Regions from separate parts of the Mus musculus genome. Here regions 2 and 3 are each linked to region 1. A link is a contact called in public HiChIP or PLAC-seq data. All regions are on one chromosome and are shown on one strand. Each heading gives the region's core, a stretch centred on a gene start, on an enhancer-like site or on the middle of the called end of the contact. The rest is flanking DNA. Distances are from core to core; before and after follow the strand shown.

What was found. HiChIP or PLAC-seq counts read pairs in DNA pulled down with a chosen protein or histone mark.
Region 2: an H3K4me3 HiChIP or PLAC-seq map of embryonic basal ganglia shows a contact between it and region 1, with 4 times the contacts expected there. The contact joins two enhancer-like sites. A contact is called at or near these places in 1 of 115 datasets of contacts at active chromatin or transcription factors (embryonic basal ganglia) and 1 of 9 other capture datasets (embryonic tail).
Region 3: an H3K4me3 HiChIP or PLAC-seq map of embryonic basal ganglia shows a contact between it and region 1, with 4 times the contacts expected there. The contact joins two enhancer-like sites. A contact is called at or near these places in 1 of 115 datasets of contacts at active chromatin or transcription factors (embryonic basal ganglia) and 2 of 9 other capture datasets (embryonic stem cells and embryonic tail).

The regions. Positions count from the first base shown.
Region 1 is chr5:111,517,126-111,522,150 of GRCm38.p6, forward strand. No RefSeq gene overlaps it. Among named protein-coding and RNA genes, the nearest start is that of Gm36223, 10 kb to the left of the region's middle. Within about 2 kb of position 2,571, at least 50 of the 459 cell types and tissues checked have an H3K27ac peak or open chromatin away from gene starts, as enhancers often do. A contact at or near this core is called in embryonic basal ganglia, where this site is marked.
Region 2 is chr5:112,107,803-112,112,827 of GRCm38.p6, forward strand. It overlaps Gm30032 (a long non-coding RNA gene), which reads right to left. Exons shown (of 4, transcript XR_880589.2): 3 at 3,741-3,834. Among named protein-coding and RNA genes, the nearest start is that of Gm30032, 11 kb to the right of the region's middle. Within about 2 kb of position 2,574, at least 29 of the 459 cell types and tissues checked have an H3K27ac peak or open chromatin away from gene starts, as enhancers often do. A contact at or near this core is called in embryonic basal ganglia, where this site is marked.
Region 3 is chr5:112,048,167-112,053,191 of GRCm38.p6, forward strand. No RefSeq gene overlaps it. Among named protein-coding and RNA genes, the nearest start is that of Gm30032, 70 kb to the right of the region's middle. Within about 2 kb of position 2,090, at least 20 of the 459 cell types and tissues checked have an H3K27ac peak or open chromatin away from gene starts, as enhancers often do. A contact at or near this core is called in embryonic basal ganglia, where this site is marked.

The DNA.
Region 1 (5,025 bases), core at 1,321-3,820:
ACAGCTGCTATGACAGTTCGAACGGGGTAAGGAATAGGATTATTAATGACGTGAACATACATACAGAGAGGCAAAAGTATGCCAGCAGCTGTGAGGGGCATTCATGCCCCTAATATTGGGAACAGACAGCATGGTGGGGTCTCTGAAGAGAGGAAACAGGATGTATGTGACAGAGTGGAGTCTGTTTGAACATAAATACTTTTCTGAGGATGGTGAGATTTCCCAGCACAAGTCTACAGACAGGCTCTCTGATTCCCAGGTAGGAGGCAGGGTAGGGGTGGGGAGCCGTGTGTGTGGTGTCTTCACTACCCTGTGGTATTGAAGACAGGTCCTGAGATTCTGTTAGCTTGGGCTTCACAGACAGTGTCTCAGTAGGTACCTGTCAGTATCCGTGTGAGGGGAGGGGCTGCTGCAGAAGTGTCTTAGGGTTACTATTGTCGTGGTGAATACCATGACCAAAGCAACTTAGGGAGAAAGGGTTTGTTTAGCTTGTACTTCCACATCATAGTCCATCACTGAAGGAAGTCAGGGTGGAAACTCAAGCAGGGCAGGAACCTGGAGGCAGGAGCTGATGCAGAGGCCATGGAGGGGTGCTGCTTACTGGCTTGCTCCCCATGGCTTGCTCAGCCTGCTTTCTTATAGAACCCAGGACCACCAGCCCAGGGTTGGCTCCACCCACAATGGGCTGGGCCCTCCCCCATCAATCAATAATTAAGAAAATTCCCTATAGGCTTGCCTACAGGCTAATCTTAATGGAGGCATTTTTTGTTTGTTTGGTTTTGTGTTTGGTTTTGTTTTGTTTTGTTTTGTTTTGTTTTGTTTTGTTTTGTTTTGTGTCTACACTCTCCTTCCCCTAGAGTTTCTCCCTGTAGCCCTGGCTCTCCTGGAACTCTCTCTGTAGACCAAGCTGGCCTTGAACTCACAGAGGTACACCGTCTCTGCCTCCCAAGTGCTGGCTCACGGATGCATTTTCTTACTCCAGGCTTTCTCCTCTCAGATCACTTTAGCTTTATGTCAAGTTGATACAAAACTGTTCAGCACATGGCTGGAGCAGCAGCTGTGTCCTGATGTTATATTCTATGTAGACACAGTGTGGATAATAACTTCATCTTGTGCCAGGGTTATACACCCACTGTGATGGCCAGTGCTAGTTGCCAGTTTAACAGAATCTAGAATCACCTGGGAGGTGGGCCTCTGGGTATGCCTATAGGGATTATCTCAATTACATTAACTGAGGTGGGAAGATCTACTCGCTGTGGGTGCCACCTTTGCCTGATTGGAGTCCTGGACTACAGGAATGGAGAGAGGGAGTTGAGCAGCAATATTCCTCTCTGTGTATTTGGACTGTGGATGTCATGTGACCAACCAGCCTCCTGTTCCAGCCACCAGGCCTTCCTTGCGACAATACACTGTATCCCTCTGGACCTGTGAGTTGAAATACATCCTTTCTCTTTTACGTTGCCTTTGTCAAGTATTTTATCTCACTAAGGAGAAAGTATCCATGCTTTCCTGTGAGCCTCCGGGCATCTCACTGATGATCTTGGCTCACTGACAGAAAAGGCCAGCTTACACACTTAGGCATTTATGCTCTTTGTGTAGGGTGCTGAGGAAGCCTGTGCTCCTCTTTGTCTCCGCTGAGCTACTAGCAGAGAGGTCCTTGGGATTGGGATTGCCAGACCCATTTTCAAGTCAAGAGCCTGGGACAAACCCTGGGAGTTCAGCCTTGTGGGCAGTATTGTCCTGGCCTGGCAGTCCTGGGTTCTATCAGAAAGTAGGATAAGCAAGCCATGAGGAGCAAGTCAGTAAGCAGCACCCTTCCATGGCCTCTGCATCAGCTCCTGCCTCCAGGTTCCTGCTGTTATTGCTTTTGGGGATGAACAGTGATGTGGAAGCCTAAGCCAAATAAACCTTGGCTCCCCATGTTGCTTTGGCCATGGTGTTTGATCATCCGAGCATCTCTGCACCCATGCATCCAGCCATCCTTCAAGCTCTTTTCCTTATTTATTTTTCTCTTTCATCCCCTTACCCATCCTCCACCCAGCCAGGCCCTGCTGAGAGGGCCCTTGGAGCCTGACTCCCCCCACCCCTGCCCCAGTACTCTGCACACACATCATCCAGAGCACATCAAAGCTGCCTTGGATTCTCAGCCTGGGCAGGAGGAGGCTCCTCTGTATATTTGCTGTCTATAGCACCTGCTCTGAGTGTCCCTCATGGTCCACCATTTCACTAAGCACCATCTCAGACTTCTCTCTGCATTTCATAAAACACCCAACCAGCAGCATGTTGGCACAACGAGGCAATAAACAGAAAATTCGATTTATTTACCCAGATAGGAAGGAGGAAGCCCTACAGCTGCCCAGATCCTTCGTACTGTAAAGGACCAGCATTCAGAGAGGCTGTCCCTAGGGAGGTTATCTGCAGAGGCCAAGTACCAAGAAGAGGCCCCACGGAGGGGCTGGCAGAACTTGACAGCCTCCCACCGCCTTCTTCCACTTTATTCTGCAGCCCCATGCAAATCACCAGGAGTCTCATTTGCATATGCACCAGCTCATTTCCATATCCCCAGCTCTGGGTGGCAGGGCCCTGGGACTAGCTGACAGCCGCCCCTTTTGTTTGCTCCTGCCATCCAGGGAATTGCTTCTCTGTCCTTCCAATTGCGGCTGGGGGAGAGAAAGAAAGAAAGAAAGCCAGAGAAAGCAGAGCAAAAGGAGGACACCCTCAGGACAAAGCGACAGTCACCATCTGGGCAGGAAGGGAGGAAACACCACTGTCTGGAGTTGGACACTAGGGAAGCTAGTGACAGAGGGCCGGGCCGGCTGCAGAGGGATCCCAGAAGTGTCAGCACTGGCTGCAGGCCCAGCCTTGTCACACACTTGGCTCTGGGATCTCTGCAGGTGACTGAGATGTGTGCCTCTGTTTCCCCCTCTGGGACATGGCTATTTCTCAGTAGCATCCTGAGCTTGTGGGGAGCTTAAGGGTGTGGATGCTGCAGGCCCATTGGTGGCCCTCACCTCTTGCTCCCTTCTTGTGTCTGTTGGGGCCCCTGGTGGGGGTGACACAGCTGTCAAATATAAGCAGAAGGCTTGCCTGCCATTCCCTCCTTTGTGAGATCAGCTTGTATCCATCTAACCTCTGTCTCTGGGCCTCAGTTTTCCCAGGGTGGTAGACTCTACCACCAGAAGCTGGTTCCATTTGCTCTGGTCTGATTTCACTGTATGGAATGAGTCTAGCACCTGGCCCAGCCCTGATGTCCTTTGTGCCTTGCATCTATGCCCATTTTACAGATGAGGACATGGAGGCCCAAGGACAGTCTTCGGCCCATGCTTTGTTGTCCTCTCCTTCCACACTACTGCTCACTGAGGAGCCCCTGGCACCATTCCTGTTCCAGCAGACCTTCTGTAAGCAAGATTGTTGAGGTCACTTGGGGTGGTCACATTAAAACCTGCACCCTGTTTCTGACTACATGACTCTCTTTGGTCTCTGTTCTGATCCACTCAGAATTCTATCTTGGCTCTTCAGTACACACCAAAACTCTTTCCTCTTCTAGGTTCTAGATGACAGCATGGTACAAGAAGTATGTGTGTGTGTGTTCATATGCATGTATGTGTATATGTGTTTCTGTATGTATATATGTGTATGCATGAGTGCATGTGTATGTGTGTGCATGAGTGTATGTTTGAGTATATATGTGTATATGTGTGTATGTATATATGTGTATGTGTGTGCATGAGTGCATGTGTATGTATGTGTAACTATGTATGTGTGAGTGTATGTGCATGTATGTCTGTGTATATGTGTGTGTATGTATATATGTATATGTGTGTGCATGAGTGTATGTGCATGTATGTTTAAGTATATATTTGTGTGAGTATATACATATATGTATGCATATGTGTGTGCATGAGTGTGTACTATAAGTGTGAGTGTGTGTTTGTATATATATATGTGTGTAAGTATATGTGTGTGAATGTATATATGTATATATTTGTGTGTATATATGTTGGTATGTATAAATGTTTGTATGTATATATGTATATGTATGTACATAAGTGTATGTGTATACATGGGTTAGTATGTGTCTATGTAAGTATATGTGTATATGTATATGTGTGTATGTGTGTACATGAGTGTATGTATGTATATGTTTGTGTAGGCATATATATGTGTGTAAGTGTATGTGCGTATTTGTATGTGTGTGAGCATATATATGCATATGTGTATACATGAGTGTGTATGTATTTATGTGTAAGTGAGTGTGTGAGTGTAGTGTATGTGACTATATGTATGTATATGTGTGTGAATGTATATATGTATGCAAGTGCATGTCTATATATGTGGAAGTATGTGTGAGTGTATGTGTGTCTGCATGTGTGTATCTGTTTATATTTGTGCATACATGTGTGAATGTATGTGGTATATGTGTGTGTTGCAAGTGAGGTCTCTTGTCCTATGTGAGCAGCCATGTGCTGTTCTCTTCCACACATGCATGTACACATATGTAGCTGGGATGGACTGGCTTGCTTTTTCTGTACCATGTGTGCTGCATGTGAAAGATTCCTGTGCAATAACTCAGAAGACCAGAGACACCTACGAGGTGCATGTGTATGCCTGCTCTGGACATTTCCTGTCTGTGTTCATGGGATTGAGTCCTACCTTAATCTGTGAGTGAGTGCTTTACAGCAGCATGCTTTGTTCCTCTGCAGGAACATTAGTCCTGGCCCTCTGGAGGTCTCTTTCCTCCTCAACAATGACTCCAGGCAGGGACCAGAGAGCTCCAGGTGACAGCCAGGTGGTCTGGCCAAGACTTGTGGTTGTTACAGAAACACTCCCTGGGCACATTAGAACCGTGTCCCTTGGGTGACTCTGAGGGCCTGGGCAGATGCCTGAAGCTCTGGCCTCACCCATGGTCCCCCTCCTCCAAGTGTTTTTCCCCTGTCCTGAGGTCTGGGTTGCAGTTTTAAATTTAGCCTCTTGTAAAGCCTTGCGTGACCTGGCCCCTGGGGGCCATGTAAGGACCTCTCAGAG
Region 2 (5,025 bases), core at 1,324-3,823, 590 kb after region 1:
AAATGCATACAAAACCCCAACCACCCACAAATGCTCACGGAACAGCAGTTATGTGCAGGGCAATCTCAGCCACACAACCCCCAGACCCAGGCCTATGGGACAACTGTGCATGTTGCACCACTGAACTGGTCCTGGCTGGGAGTCTCCCCATGACTTCCCCACACCTCCTCCTCCTCCTCCTCAAGCCCACCCCATTGTTCCAAGACTAATTTATTTATTTTCTTCTGACTCCTCAAAGTCCATCACGCTGTGGAGTGGTCGGATGGATTTTTTAATTAATTGAAGCAAAATCAATGAAAAAGTGATTGTTCTGGGCCAGGCAGGCAGAAGGAAATTAATGGATGTCCTGTGGGGGAGGGGCGGCCGCATTGAGCTGCGGCTGGGCTGTGGGTACCTGGAGGCCAGTAACTGTCACTGGAAGGGGTGGGGGATGGAGGATGTGAGCAAGGTGACCACATTCCCCACTCTGACACCAGCAGATCTGTCTGAGTTCAGACTTTGGGGCCTCCGCTCGTCCACTGTGCCCCCACAAACCAACCCCAGTGTTGGCTGTAAGGGTTAAGCTCTCACACTGGCCCCCAGTGGCCCTTGAGGACTTGGTATAGAGGGAAATAAACCAGATGTAAAAGCACAAATATTCAGCGTCTCTGCCTACCCGGAGTACACAGACTCCAGAGTCAACGCCGCACAGCAAAGAAGACACCAGAAGCCACACACACTCTAGCAGAGGGTAAGACTTTCTACTCAGGGCAATGGAAGGCTCTGGAAATAGGTAACAATTTTCATGACCTTGGCTGTGAGCATCCAAAAGTGAGTGAAATGTTTTCTGTCACTCACCCTTGACCAAATAAATAAATAATGAATGAATGAATGAATGAATGAAAGATAGATAGATAGATAGATAGATAGATAGATAGATAGATAGATATGAGTTACCTGGTATTCTGTTGTCTACACTACCTCTGCCACTAAAATCATCTTTCTCAATGAAGTCTCTTTCCAAATCATCTGGGAGAAGCAGTCACAGGTGTTCTGACTGACAACTAGGACCCAGGCCCCTCCCATGAACCCAGGCCCCTCCCACGGACCAGGCCCCTCCCACCCCAGGTGTGTGCTTAGGGAGACACCTGTCACTGCACTATGACTCTCTATCTAGGATCGGCTCCTAGCCTAAGACCGGTTATCAACTCACAGACACACAAAAATTCCTTTTGCTATAGAAAGGAACGTGTGCACAAAGTACTCAGGTATGAGGCATGGTCACCTCTGGGGAAGGTGGAGGTGACATTATCTAGGCCACAGCACCCACTCAGACTTGAGCAGCTGAGGCAGGAACAGCAGCTGGAGCCACACTGTGCCCTGGAACCCACCCCTGACTGGATGGCTTCCATGGCCAATAATACCGATGCTAGCCAGCCTGCCATGTGACAGGGACGTCATCACTCCTGTGTCCCAGCCAACAGTCTGATGACCTCAAATATCAAGCCTTCCCGATTGCCCGTTCCTGAGGGCAGGAGAACCCAACCCATCTGCGTCTTGATGAAGGAGTCATTGGGGTTCATAGGGTTCATAGCAATCCAAAAGCTTAACTGAGTCCCCAGACAACCACCAGGATGGTGACAGAAGAATCGTTCACTACACACATCTCACAAGACATCACTGAAACCTCAAAAAGCTCACACCAGTCGATATTCATTGCACCCAAACTACAGATGAGGAAACCGAGACTCGGTGAGTAGACATCACTGGCAGATTCTGATATCCACGCCAAGTCTCTGACACCAAAGGCTCTCCATCTCCCCAGCCCATCCTCAATTGGTCTACTCTGCTTTCCCTTCTGAGTTCCTACCACACATCCACGCCCACCTGCCACCCAGCCACCTGGCCATCACTGGTAGAGCCAGGATGGGCTGCTGAGTCAGGCTCTGCCTCTGTGTGTGACCTTAGGCAAGTCCATTCACCTCTCTGATTCTTCCTCAGTAGATAGGGAGTGTGAGCAGATCTGCTGAACACAGCTGGGAAGAGCAGGGAATCCTGGGATACCAGATGTTAGCATTTCTTCTAGGCTCCACCCCACAGTTACCTGGCAACAGCCAGGTGTGCTGGCCTCAGTATAAAAGGGGCTGCCTGCCCCCTCCTCAGCCTCTTACTCCCTTACTCCCATTCCCCTCCCCTCCCTTCTCTCTCCATGTTCACGGCCAGCCTCTACTACTCTCCCTCTCCCCCTTCCCTGACCCTTTCTCTCTACCTTTCTCTGTCTCTACTACCCCCTCAACTTCCCTCTCTGTGCCCTAAACTCTAATTCTATACTATGGTACCTCAGGGGAGAGGTGCACACCCACAGAGGCACCCACTTCCCCTGCACCATACCATGCCTCTACCAAACGTATCCCTGGGTTGCCTTTCTTTTTTATAAAACCCAACACCAGAGTCCCCAGGTCTACCCTGGGCCACTCTATGACCCCTCAAGTCTCCTGTCTGCAGCCCTCACTCTTCTGCCTCCCAGCTGATGAATCCAGAACCAGGTCTCATCTATCTGCAGTCCAGTTGTGTTAGGACTAATCTCGCCCCTTGTGGCGAACGGGGCCTCGCCCCAGGCATCACAGCAAACACATCCAGTGCCAGGAGGGTTTGATCATGGGAGAATGATGTCATTTGTCAGCGATGTCCGTCCGTGGTCCACGGCCCGATGCATTTGCATTCGGAGCTGGAAGCAGAAAGACCGGGTAAGATGCAGAGGAGGAAAGGGGGTCTGCCTCTGAGTGACTGGCATGAATTATTTCGACCTAACTTACTAATTAAGACCCTCATTAGCAGCCCAAATTTGTGATAGATAGGCAGAGGACCTGGCACAATGGTTTAATTTAATGATTCCTTGCATTTACTTTGTTAATCATCTTTAGTCTGATTTAATTTATGCCGATGTGACTGTCCTCATTTCTAATTAAGGCACTGATGGTGGGGACACCCGCCATCGCAGAAGAATTTCAATCAAGTCGCGCACAAAAGCAGATACCAGTGCTTACGACCTCCGAGATGGCAATTTGCAAAACCGGCTGCTTGTTGTTTTATTTCTGCCTGAAAGGTTGGGGAGGGTCTGGTCTTTGCCTGGGGCAGATGGTTCTCGCTAACCACAAACCTTTATAACCATCGATTTTTTTTTAAGGCTCTGAAGAAGAAAACAAACAAACAAACAAACAAACAAAACCTTAGCACTTAAGTAAACCTTTCCAGGATTTACACACAAGGGAGCAGGGTCCAGAGAGGTTGAGGGGCTGGCCCAAGGTCACACAGTAAGTTAGCAAGCTTGGGAGGAGATCGTTTTAGAAACACTCTCACATCACCCTCCAAACCCCATGACCACCCACTTGGCAGACACAGCCTGATGCCCACCCAACAAACACACACACACACACACACACACACACACACACACACACACATACCTGACAGCTGCTAAGAGCCTATGGCCTGCCTGGTACTGACTTTCAACTCCCTGTGAATTCTAAGCAGTCCATGGTCTGAGTGTACACCTGATGCATGGGGCTTTCTCATATCCATAAACCATCCACACAGGGCAGTGAAGGACCAGACCCCACCCTGCCAGTCAGGGACATGGGCTCCAGCAGCAGAAGGCTGCCTAAATTCTCACAGCCAAGAAGCGAAGTTTGAACCCAGTCCACATGACTCCAGAGCCCACCCTCACGGGTCACCACTGCATGTCGGCAGCGTTGACATACCTGCTATGGCCAGTGGGTACCAGACTCAGTGAGGTACCTCACCTGATAACCACACTTCCATCCCATCCTGTGCTGAAGGCTCCCAGTCCCAGCCCTGGAAGGCAAGGATCAGAGAAATCATGTGATGTGCCCAAAATTGCACAGCAGGATACCAGTGGCCAAGCTTGGGGCCTTCCCTGACTTCCACTTTCTGACTCTGCCCCTCCCCCACCCCACCATTCCTGCATGCTGCAGTGTCTACCCACCTTCCCACCCACCCCACACCCACCCCATTCTAGTTCCTAGAACTCACCTGTGGGCTCCACTGATGGCCAAGGGTTCCCTTTATGCGTTTCCTTTTTCTAACGCCTTGCTCCACCCTTATCCCTTCCAATCCCCCAACACTAGGTAAGAGAGGAAGAAGGTTGGAGGAGAAAGGAGGTGTCCATATCAAGTTAAGCTGCTTCCTGCTGATTAGGGGCATCCTTGGGGCAAGTTTGATCTTCATCTTCAGGATACCAGCAACCAGCAGGAGGAGAAGGAGCAGGGGGAGCAGCAAGAAGAGGAGCAGGAGGAGCAGAAGGAGCAAGAGGGGGAGCAGGGAGAGCAAGAGGAGAAGCAGGAGGAGGAGCAGAAGGAGCAAGGGGAGCGGAAGGAGCAAGAATGGGGGAGGAGCAGAAGGAGGAGGAAGAGGAGGAGTGGCAGCAACATCCCCCATCACAGCCCCTCTCAGGGCTCTAGCATTTTTGCACCCACTCAAGAGTCCCCAGAATTCCAAATGTCATACATTTGCAAAAGAATCTGTAGCTAGCAAAATCATGCCGCTGCCAGAGCACGAGGCAAATCACAGTCAGCTGCTGCAGACAGCCCAAAGCCACCCCATGTCCTACACCTGGGATTATAACAAAAACACATTCCCATAACATTTCTGTGTTCGTTAAGAAACCAAGAATCTCACTGCAGGCAACCTGTGATAACCAGCTAGAATCCAGGGTTCCAGTTTCCCATCAATTGGTCGCACGTCCATCTGCAAGTCTCATCTCTTCCCTGGGCCTCAGTTTACCCAGCTACAAAGCATAGAGACTGGAAAAGAGGCCTAACTCGGCTGCCCATTGGCATGGCCAAGAGTTAAAGATAACTAAATAATTAAATTCTTGATTTTATTGTCCAAACACGTCTAACGCTATTCCATCCACCAGAAGATGAAGAAGCGGAGGATCAGAGGTTGTACAAGCTGCCTAAGGTCACACAGCAACATGAACATTCACCACTGTCCTTGGCTCCTATCTCCTGTCTCTCAGCATCC
Region 3 (5,025 bases), core at 840-3,339, 530 kb after region 1:
CACTGGCAGAGTGGGACTTTAGGGGAATTCCTGCGCCCTAGCTCCTTCCCTCCTCTCCCTTCCTGTTCATGAGGTGGGCCATCTCTTCCTTTACACTGCCACCACTATGGACAGAACCTCTGAACAAAACAAGCCCTTCTTCCCTTAAGTGACTTTTGTCATGGCAACAAGAACAGCAACAGGTACCTGCCTTCTGCTCTCAGTTATGCAGTGGGCTCAAGGGTGTAGGGGATGGTGGCTTCCTCTCACAGTGCACAGCCAGCCAGCACAACAGAGGTCCTTCTCGGGTCAGGTCCCAACACAACAGAAACCAGAGACACACAGCCATGTGTTTCTGGGAACAGGGAGGCTGTCCCAGTGAAGTCACATGGGGAACATACAACCACAACAGTAAGAGCTTGAGAACGAAGGCTAAACCTCTGGGTCATTTACTCAGAACAGTGGCTCACAGCCTCTGTCTGTTTCATTTCCCTGCAGATCAGAGCTCACACCTCTGAGATGAGACAGGTACAACCCAGGTTCCAGAACTTAAAACACAGGAAAACTGAGGCTAACCCACATTCTGGACAACACACATCTCCATGCAGGTGTCCTATGACCCGGAAGTGGATGCAGGCATTTTCCACTGACAGCTGTTGGGAAAGAAGCAGCTTAGGCCATAGAATGCTTTTCTTGTCTTATGGCTCAGGATATAGTTGCAAGGTGGTGGCTACAGTTTCAATTCCTCTTTTTTTGTGGAATTTTGCACTTGAGTGTGACAGTGCTTTTTCCTCTGAGTCTCCTGTAGCCAGTCAAAATATGTTTTGCTAACTCATGGTCTTGTGGAGTTTCTCAGGATCAAGGAAGTCATAAACCCAGGCACCGGGCTTTAATGATGAGGAGTCAGTGAAAACGTATTGCTCTCAAACACAACTTTTGAGTATCGCCCTTTCTCTGCCCTCCCAGCTCTGTTTCTCTTGCCCCACCCCTGTGTGTGTTTCTCTTCCTCTCTCCCTCTCTTCCCTTCCCTGTTTCTTGCTCCTTCTCCCCTACCCTCTCTCCTCTTCCTCCCTCTCTCCTCTTCTTTCCTCTCTCCTTTCCCCCTCTACTCCCTCTCTCCTCCCCCCTCTCTCCTCTTCCTGCCAAGGGGACCAAGAGATAAGCAGTGTTCTACAGAGGCACAGTCCCCAAACACCCAGGGAGTGTCTGCACCTGCGGGTTCCAGTCCGGGAGGCACTGGAGTCTGCTGGAGGCAGAAAGCAAGGATGAATATGGATCAGAGCTTTCTGCCATAGCATGGTGGGAGGAGGTCTAGATCTGCAAGTAGATAGCGGGCTGCCTATTTGGTAGCTTCAGTGAACTTTAGGTAGGGGCAGTCCTGGGTTACCCACTGCCCATCTGTGCTAGCTACTTTTATGTCAACTTGAGACAAACCTAGACTAATCTGGAAAATGGGAATCATAACTGAGAACTTTCTCCATAGGACTGGCCTGTGGGCAAGGATATAGGGTATTTTCTTGATCGATGATTGATGTGGGAGGGAGGGAGCAGCCCTCTGTAGATTACGCCATCCCTGGGTAGGGAATCCTGGGTGGTATAAGAAAGCATGAGCAAGCCATGGGGAGCATGCCAATAAGCAGCATTCTTCTATGGTGTCACTTCATCTCCTGCCTCCAGGGTCCAGCCTTGAGTCCCTGCTGACTTACCTCAGTGATGAACCATGATGCAGAAAAGTGTAAGGTAAAATAAGCCCTTCCCCTTCACAAGTTGCTTTTAGCCACCATGTTTCAGCACAGCAACAGAAACCCCAGCTAAGTAAGTAAGGCTCAGGATGACTCAGCGCAGGCTGACTCCCGGTTGAGGACAAGGCCCCCCAGGTGGTAGAATCCTGGTAAAGTGAGCAGGTGGGTGGGGTCGTGCTGGGATCCAGCTGGTTTGCCCCTGTCTGTAGAAACCAGCTGATCTGGAAAGAGCAGTCTATCCCCAGGCCCAACAGTCCCCAAGATGCCAAAACACAGAAAATAAAATTACGGTTTAAAAACCCTAGTGAATACTTCCCAGTTCCCTGTCTCCGTTCCTCTTTCCTCCGCCCATTCTGATTCTCTCCTGCCTCTCAGAGACTTGCAAAGAGATCTTAATCACGTGCACTCAAGCGGTTATAAAAGAGCTGAGAAAGATGCCCGGGAAGGGTGGAAGAACATCAAGAGCCACCAGGGAAGGAGAACCCCACTGATGGGCGACTAGATGCAGTTTCTGTCCACCAACGAGAAGCCCCATCCCTGCAGATCTGTGTACAGCATCCCTCCCCTGCTCTGGTACTGGTATCTGCCCGATCCCCAGACCTTCCACCGTCCCATGGGTTGGCTGTTTTACCCAGACCTAGAATTACCCAAATCCCCTTAAATACATGGTTGCAAATGAGGACGGTGGGGTGTGGGGGGGAGGGCAATAATTGTGACAGTAACTCACAGGGCCAGGCCTGACACGTCTCTAATTGCCTGCTAAAATTGTCGCTGTCTCCTAAAGTGCAAATTATCACCCGAAATGACAAGAGTAATGAATGAGGGGACTCTGATGTAATGCAACAATTAGCCCTCAAAGACACTGTCTAATGCGGAGAGGCAGGGCTCCCACTCCTCGTTATTAAGTGCCTGATAATTATTTAATTATCTATCTGCCAGCATGATTACTTGGTTTATTTAGCTGCAGATGTGGGCAGGAGCGTTAGGGTTTAAGGTCAGAGGAAGCCACCCCAACGCCGGCCACCACCTAGGCAGCTTGGGTGTTAGGGGCTACTCCTTGTCTGACACCCCTAAATGGCTCTGGCAGCCTGAACGCAGGGTCAGAAAATTGTTCCTTCTTCATACCCGGCTCTGACTCAGAGGCTGGGGCCCTGGAAGACCAGCGCTGAGGAGCTCGGTGTTCCTCATTGTAGGCAGGAGGACATGACTATCCCCACCAACCTGACTGGTGCTTCCCCCAAGCTGGGCACAGGGCCAAGTCTCACAGCAGAGTAAGCTCATGTCATCATCTTCATGTAAGGAGACAGTGAAAGCTGGAGAGGAGAGCAGGAGAGAGAGAGAGAGAGAGAGAGAGAGAGAGAGAGAGAGAGAGAGAGAGAGAGAGAGAGAGAGACTCTCGACCAAAGTCCCAGGGTAAGTGGAAGGTTGAGTGATCTAGGGTCCTCTCACTATCCCAGAACCACTTGGCCAACAAGAGGGCATCGACACATGGGTGGGTCCAGGCTTATGCTTGGCAGAGCATGGGTGAGGACTGGAGAGGGTCAGTACCCCCTCTTTCATATCACAAAATTAATGATGGGCAAAGAAGGAAGGGACCTGACCCATCTGCCCATTGGAGGGTGCTCCAGGAGGAGACACTGTGGGCTGTTCGAGGGGCTGGACACCAGCAAAGGTGCCTAGGAATTATAAAGGTTCAGCCCTCCGGTCATCTGTTTCCTCATCTGTGAAGACAGACATCTTGTCAGGGATGGGGGATGCTGGAGACTGGAGCAACAGGAAGACTAAGTCCTTGGGGTAACCACAGCTCACAACGGTAGATCACCCTACCCCGCCTCAGCCAGGACAGGACATGAGCACACAAAGATGACAGATGTCTGATGTGATGAAGATGCTGATCACCCTGGCTCCATCGTTATGCGTGACACGCATGTATCAAAACACCACACGGTATGACACGAGTATGCATAATCATTACACGTCAATTAAAATAAAAATTAAAAAAAAAAAGCCCTCAGCATCAGGCACCCTCCGTGAAGCATGCTGTGGAATTTCTCTGATAAATGTGTTCGTTCGTGTCTGTCACCACCCAGTGGACTGATCTTGCTCCCACCTTTCCAGACACCCAACCAGAAGAAAAGCTCTGAGGGCGTCAGGGGCCTTGGTTCTTACTCTTGGGCCCATTCCCCTACACAGCAGGCCTGGTGTGCTCTTCACAGATACTTTGTATCTTAGTGACTTTAACACTTTGTATCTTAGTGACTTTAAAGATACTTGCTTCACACCCTGCCCCCACTTTCAGAACATGAAGGCTCCAATACCTAGCCAACAGCTCAAGTGTGGGACAGCTTCCCAGGTCTGCATTTTGGAAGGAGAAATCTGATTGGCTCAGGTGGTTTTCCACTCTCCAGGCTCATCCATACCACCTCACATTTCCTGGCACATTTGTGCAATGTCCACTTTCTTTGTGTCTCAGGTCTCTGTGGGTTGGCGCTCTCTAGCTGGAGCAATCACCAGGTTGACCACACATGGAGCTGAGACAGCTCTAGGTCCCTGTGCAATGGCATTTTAGGGGCTGTGGCCTTACAGCTGGTGTCCTGTCTTCTCCAGCTGTATGACACTCTGGTGGCCCAGTCCCTCCCAGGGTCATCTGCAAGCAAAGGAGATCTCTGATCCACTTTGACTAGGTCAGTGACCATGTTCTGCCATGGTACAATGAATGAATCCAGGAGCAAAAGAATGGATGGGTGAATAAATGAATGAATGAATGAATGAATGAATGGACTTTCACAAACACAAAATATGAATAAATGAATCAGAGCCACACACATTCTCAAGTCATTTCTATAACACATATTAAAGTGATCTCCAGGGAGACCAGGACCTGGGATGAGACAGAGCCAGATGTGAACTCCTGTCTATTCAGTGACCAACATCAGACCTCGTGGCCTGGGCCTCAGTTGTCCCATCTGTCAGGTCTGGGAAGTACCTGCCTCCTCCCCTCACAGTGCACCCAGGCTGCATATTTCTGCTGTATGGTACCTTAATTCTGAAAACATTTTGGGATAGCCAACGCGTTTCTAAAGCAGAAATCTACATCCTTCATCCTGTCTGGGCAACCACTTAGGTGGAGCTGTGGGGAGAGCCTCGGTGTCTGCAGGAAGACTACTCACCTGCTGTGAGGCAGACTTGGAAACCCAGACATAGCAGGCAGACAAGCTTCCTTCCCACCCTGTGTCCCACCCTGTGTCCCGCGCCCAGCCCAGCTCAGGGTACACTGAGGTTTTTTGTTATTTGTGGTAGACCT